Regions from separate parts of the Mus musculus genome. Here region 1 is linked to region 2. A link is a contact called in public promoter capture Hi-C data. All regions are on one chromosome and are shown on one strand. Each heading gives the region's core, a stretch centred on a gene start, on an enhancer-like site or on the middle of the called end of the contact. The rest is flanking DNA. Distances are from core to core; before and after follow the strand shown.

Region 1 (2,854 bases), core at 141-2,640, 360 kb before region 2:
ACGCTGTCCGAGACTTGCGGCGTCTCCGGACACCAGCGCCAGGCCCCGGCGGCGCCTCCGGGGCGGCTCTGCCTGCCAGGATGAGACGGAAATGTCAGTCTCGGCTTTGGAGGAGGCTGAGGTCTGGATGGAAAAACTTAGGGTCGCGGGGCTTAAGCAGGTAGAGGGAGCGGGGTGGGCCAGCATCACGATCCCTATACACCGGGTCAGAACCCGGATTCGAAGTGCAGCAGGCCTGTGGGAATGCTGACGACAGAGAGATGAGATTACTCCAGCGGGTAGAGGGTGAGTGGGACTGACCAGAGATCTGGTACGAGAGTCAAGACCGTTTGGAGAAGGTCTCTGACGCCGTTTGGAGCTCCAGGCTGTGCGTGGTAGTAAGTTAGAGGCCAAATTGAGGTCGGGTGACCCATCTGGCCAAATAAAGTCCTTAACACCAGCTCTCTTTCCGGGAGCCCAAAGGGAAGGAAGGCAGGCGGAAGGCGGTTCCTGTGCCCAATAGTGCTGCAAAGGATCTTCTACAGGGCTCAAGAAGTGACTGGGGCTGGGGCTGGGGCTGGGGCTGGGGCTGGGGCTGGGGCTGGGGCTGGGGCTGGGGCTGGGGCTGGGGCTGGGGCTGGGGCTGGGGCTAGGTAGCTGGGGCTAGGTAGCTGGGAGGAATTTTCTGCCTTGTCCTAGCCCTGCCTCAGTCTTTTCTTGCCAGCAGCTCAAGCGTTTTTTCTCTTCCACAGCCTTTCTTGGTCATGATTACCCCGCATACAGCGAACGTACCAGCAGCCGAGCGGGTCCCTGGATTCGCTCCAGCCTGGCGGTACCCCTCAGCCCCTGCCACCCCCTGGAGCAATTGCAGTCTCAGAACTAACTCAGGAGACCTGCCGAGCCCTGTCAAATGCAACTCCTGACACTTGGGCAGAAGGCAGGGGGTGGGTAAAAATGACCAGCCAGGGCCAGACAAAACTTTGTGACCAAGGACGAGAGAGTGAAGCGGGGGGTGGAGGGAGAGACAGATATAGACAGGGACAGACAGACAGATCCGCGCGCGCGCGCGCACACACACACACACACACACACACACACACACACACACACACACACACACACAGTTCAAGTCCGCTACTTGGCTGGCGTGTACCTTCAGAAGGCTGTGGTGTAGCCCGCGGGGAATGGCCCAGGAAAGTTTTACTTGCTAGCTCCTCCAGCGCACACAGTGGTGACGCGGGATCAGGGCCGGCCTCGGGAAGCTGCGGTGCAGAAGGTGCTTCGGGGACCATGCTCGGACCTAGGATGTCTGCGATACTAAAGGGTGTCCGGCGCTGATGTACAGAGTTCATGGCAAGCGGGATTGTAGCGATCCCGCCTTCTGCTGCGCTTGGCTTCACAACCTCCTAGGCCCCCAGCGCTCAGCTTCCGATCTGGGCCCCCTGCCTCGGACCCGCCCCCTAGAGCTCAGTTGAAGCCCCACGTCCCCTCCTCCTGCACCCCCACCTCCTTCCAAGGGCCTCAGTGAATCGGGTGCCCATAGGTGTACTGGCAGCCTTATTTCTTCTATAGAGTAGAAAGAAGCCCATGGCTTCTGATTTTGAGGTGCACATTCAAACTGGATGTACTCCCCTGGATTGCATGCTGCTTGGCTCCCTACTTAAACTCTGGCTCATAAATTCTAGGGCAATAAAATTGCTTTCCCTGGCCTCAAGGACTGGGGACTTGCAGGGTTCTGAGAAACAGGATCAGGGCTGATTGTGTTAGGGACTCAGCATCCTAACTTTGCCTATCTTTCTCACCCAACCCTGGGAAAAGGTCTTAAAGAGAAGATGGTGGCTAGAGATGGTTGGTGTAGTGTGGGGGTCCAGGATCGAGAACCTGGCCTATTGGAATACCTGTCATAAAATGATACCACAAGGAATGGGGCAGGCCACACTGTAGCCTGGAGGCTCCAGTAAGTTAAAACCCACCCAAAAGGATCTCAGAGACCTGGGCTGGTACTACTTGCTCAGAGGGCTCCTGGCTAGTGAGGACTGGACTCCAGAGGGCCAGCTCTTCTTACTGGCTTGCTATAGATCTGACTTTATCCTTTTATTAAGTCCTCAGAGTTCAGGTGTGACTTCCTGTAGGATCACTCACTCTCCAGGGAAGACTAATGGAAGGCTTGGCTTGTTCATTGCGTTTTGTGTTCTCTGTCCCCATCTCCTCCACGTTTATTTGTATCTGGGTTAGCACTCCATGATCATCTTGAGCTGAAATAAGGCAACTCTGGCTTAACAAAGCTGGGTCAGTAAGGTTGCATAGGCCTGGTTCCTTTTCTAGGCAATCTTCCTCAGATAGCTGAAAGCTTTACAGCTTATAGGTATAGACTGGCTACTCCCAAAGAGCAAGCCTCTTCATTGCTAGGGCAGTTGCAAATGCAAGCCAAAATTCATTTAAATTATTATTATTATTGTTGTTGTTGTTATTTTGAGACAGGCTCTCACTGTCCTGGATCTTATTATGTAGACTAGGCTGGTCTCGTGTGTGCCACCATACTTGGCTTTAACTTTAATCAATCTATTTATGATTGAGCTGGGGTCTCACTATGTAGTCCAGGCTCTGCTCAAACTCAAAGTTAACCTTGGCTCAGTCGTCTGTGGAGTGAGCCACTGTGCAGTCAAAATGAGAATTCTATTTATGCTTGTTGTGCTTTGTTTTGTTTTGTTGGGAGTGCAATGAAAAGCCAGAACAGTCTCTCCTACATTGTTCCCAATGTCACCTCTCCTGTAGCCTCTCCATCTCCCACTATTATTCAGTGACCTCCTCCTTGGGGCAAGTTAACTTAAGCGTTTGGGTGCTCCAAAAAGGTCTTAGGAGACCCTGGAAACCT
Region 2 (2,820 bases), core at 257-2,756:
AGAACTAGTTGAATTAACCATGTGATGTTAACTATTATTAATAAATTTTAACTTTTTTTTTTCAAAATATTCAGTGTGTGATTGGATCTTTTAAGTGGGGCAAGTTAGGACTTCCTGGTCAGTCTGATCAATCACTGATGGGGTCGATACATTTGGAGTGGCCTGTTATCTTTCAGTGTCCGTGGAGACGGATTCTGGAATTCTGAAGCCTGTGGGGGTCGGATCCTGTGATTGCTTTCTATGGCGGAGATAAGCGCCGTGAACGATCAGATGCTGAGAGCAGAAGCTGAGCCTCAAGCAGTAAAGACAGAGTGGTGTGAGTCCTTAAACCCTCTGCAGCTCCCAGTGACACATTCCTCCAACAAAGGCACACCCCCTAAGCCCCTCCAAACAGCAGCACTAACCGGGGACCAAATACTCATGAGATGGGAGAGAGAGAATGGGACTAGTGTTGAGCCTTGAACCCAGGGCCACCTGTTCAGTGGACTTCACCCCTGGTTCTCCCAACACCACTTTCAGATGGGGTCTCATGTAGCCCAGATTGGCCTCAGACTCCTGGACCAGTTTTAGCCTTCCATATGCTGGGGTTACAGGCATGTGCCACCACACCTGACCACACTTGTTTTATACTTTTTTGAGTATAAAACACTGGGTTGCTCAGTGTGTAGACTTGAACCCCTTGTAGCCCAGCATGCTCTGCGCTCTTTGGTCTTGCACTCTTAACCCTCCTGTGAGGATGCATTTATAGACAGTCCTTTTGTGAGACAGGCTCACTATGTACCCCCAGGCTGACCCGCATCTTGCTATGTAGATCAGGCTGGTCATAAACCTGGCAGGCCTCTTTATCCTTCCAAGAACTTGGAGCTACAGGTAGGAGCCACTACAAGCTAAAGAAGTGACAGGAGCAGGACGGTGAGACTAGGTCCAGACGGTCTGCCCTTGTGATCCCAGGGCTGGGGAGGCTGAGGCAGGTGGATCCCTGGAGGTCACTGGTCTGCAAGCCTAGCTTACCCAACAGGTTCCAGGCCATAAGAGACCATGTCTTGAGAAACAAGGTGGACAGCTGAGGAAAAACAGCCAAGCCCATCCTTTCACTTTCTCACATGCACCCGTGAGTGCATGTCTGGGACTTTTCTAGCCTTTACATTTCAGAAAACACTGCCTTAAAAAAGTGATAAGATTGGCAAGATAGTTAAGAGCATAAAGGAACTTGATATGCAAATCTGATTTGATCCCTGGAGCCCACCACAGAAGGGGAGGATTGGTTTCTCACAAGTTGTCCTCTGATCTACACAACACACACATCCACTCACACATGGAGGTCCAGTTTTATCCTACACTGAATCTGAGTCCATGATCAAGCGGGACTGCGTTTCTTGGTGCACACGTGGGTCCTTTGTTTTCCCTTCCAGCCTGGCTTTCTAAAGCTCATTCCACTGACTTAAGTATATGAGGATGGCCTTGAAGTGACTCTCCTGCCTCCAGGCGCTGGAATTCCAGGCATGTGCCACCACCCCCCAGCTTAGAGGCCTCTTTGGCTTTTCTGCCTCAAAGCAGATTCTTACAGATTCCCCACTCTGGGCCTCTTGAGTTTTGCAGCTGGCTTGTTCCTGTCTGTAACATCAGCCATACTGCTCAGCACAGTGTGGGCACCTCTTTCCCCAGGTCACTTTGGCCTCTGGCAGCGGGATGGAAAAGCTACATTCGTTATGTCCCATGGATGGGGCTGGGGCACAGACAGCTCCGCACAGACCCTAACATTGGACTAGCAGGGAATATTTTAGTGCGATTTAGGGTACATTTACCTGCGGTGAGGCCCTCAATGTCCCGGATAGCACGTGTATCTCTTTCCTAGGCTGACTCCCCATCCTCCCAAGGAAAAATTAGTTTCCTCCAAGCAAGCAGACTGCACTCACACTGCTCCCAGCTTGGAAAGCAGTTTCCCAGCCAAACCCCAGGCAGCCTGTCTCCCTGTTTTGTTTTCTTCGGCTGGGCCCCAGGTGCCACAGGCTGGAACACAGGCACTCCGGTGTTGAGAGCATTTTCTAGCCTTTGCACAATCCGCTTTTGCTTTTCTGTTTTCCAATTTCCCTCTGAGCCATGTCTCTTTTGTTCTTCCCTCACCATCGGCAGTCTGAGCACCCTGCTTGACGCCACCTCGTTTCTGTACGAGTCTGGATGAGGCATACATTGTTTCGTGCCGTCTCTGGTTTTCTTTATTTCCTTTTCTAAGGACATGGATGAAATACAGGGGCCTGAAAATGCTGTGTGCTCTAAACTAAATGATAGATCCTTAGCTCTCTGTGATGCTTTAATAAAAACACACAAAACATAGTTGGCTAGAGTCTTGTGTCCTCTCTCAAAGCAGGGTTTGTTTACATATTTCTATCTATCTATCTCTATCTATCTATCTATCTATCTATCTATCTATCTATCTATCGTGTGTGTGTGTGTGTGTGTGTGTGTGTGTACGTACATGGGGAGGCCAGAAGAAAACCTAGAATCAGCTTCCTTCTTCCATCCTGTGGGTCTTGGGATCAAACTCATGTTGTTCGAGTCATAGGCAGGTATCTCCACCCACTGGGCTCCCTACTTGTCTGGCACATTTTAAGGCCCATAGACATTGCTGTGTTTGCATCTATTTCATTACTTCTAGTAGCTACAAATGTCTTGTTCTGTGTATGTCCTGTCTGCCCATTTGTTTTCTCATGGGTGAAGATGTACTATTGACTCAACAATGGCTACACAGATACCGTGGCTTTAAGCCCCTTGTAATGGCTAATCTTGGTTGTCAACTCTGCTACATCTAGAACCAACTAG

Evidence for each region. Promoter capture Hi-C pulls out the DNA fragments that hold promoters and counts their contacts.
Region 1: a promoter capture Hi-C map of the 3T3-L1 cell line shows a contact between it and region 2, with 2.9 times the contacts expected there. The contact joins the promoter of Lbx2 here to the enhancer-like site in region 2. A contact is called at or near these places in 7 of 39 promoter capture datasets (the 3T3-L1 cell line, the C10 cell line, the HPC-7 cell line and 3 more), 2 of 484 Hi-C or Micro-C datasets (the AML12 cell line and cerebellum) and 3 of 115 datasets of contacts at active chromatin or transcription factors (bone marrow-derived macrophages, extraembryonic endoderm stem cells and pancreatic cancer cells).

The regions. Positions count from the first base shown.
Region 1 is chr6:83,084,901-83,087,754 of GRCm38.p6, reverse strand. It overlaps Lbx2 (ladybird homeobox 2), which reads right to left and starts at 1,390. Exons shown (of 2, transcript NM_010692.4): 1 at 1,133-1,390; 2 at 1-72. The coding sequence starts at 1,331.
Region 2 is chr6:82,722,272-82,725,091 of GRCm38.p6, reverse strand. Hk2 (hexokinase 2) reads left to right here. Exons shown (of 18, transcript NM_013820.3): 18 at 1-67. Among named protein-coding and RNA genes, the nearest start is that of Gm32480, 8.5 kb to the right of the region's middle. Within about 2 kb of position 1,506, at least 82 of the 459 cell types and tissues checked have an H3K27ac peak or open chromatin away from gene starts, as enhancers often do. A contact at or near this core is called in extraembryonic endoderm stem cells, where this site is marked.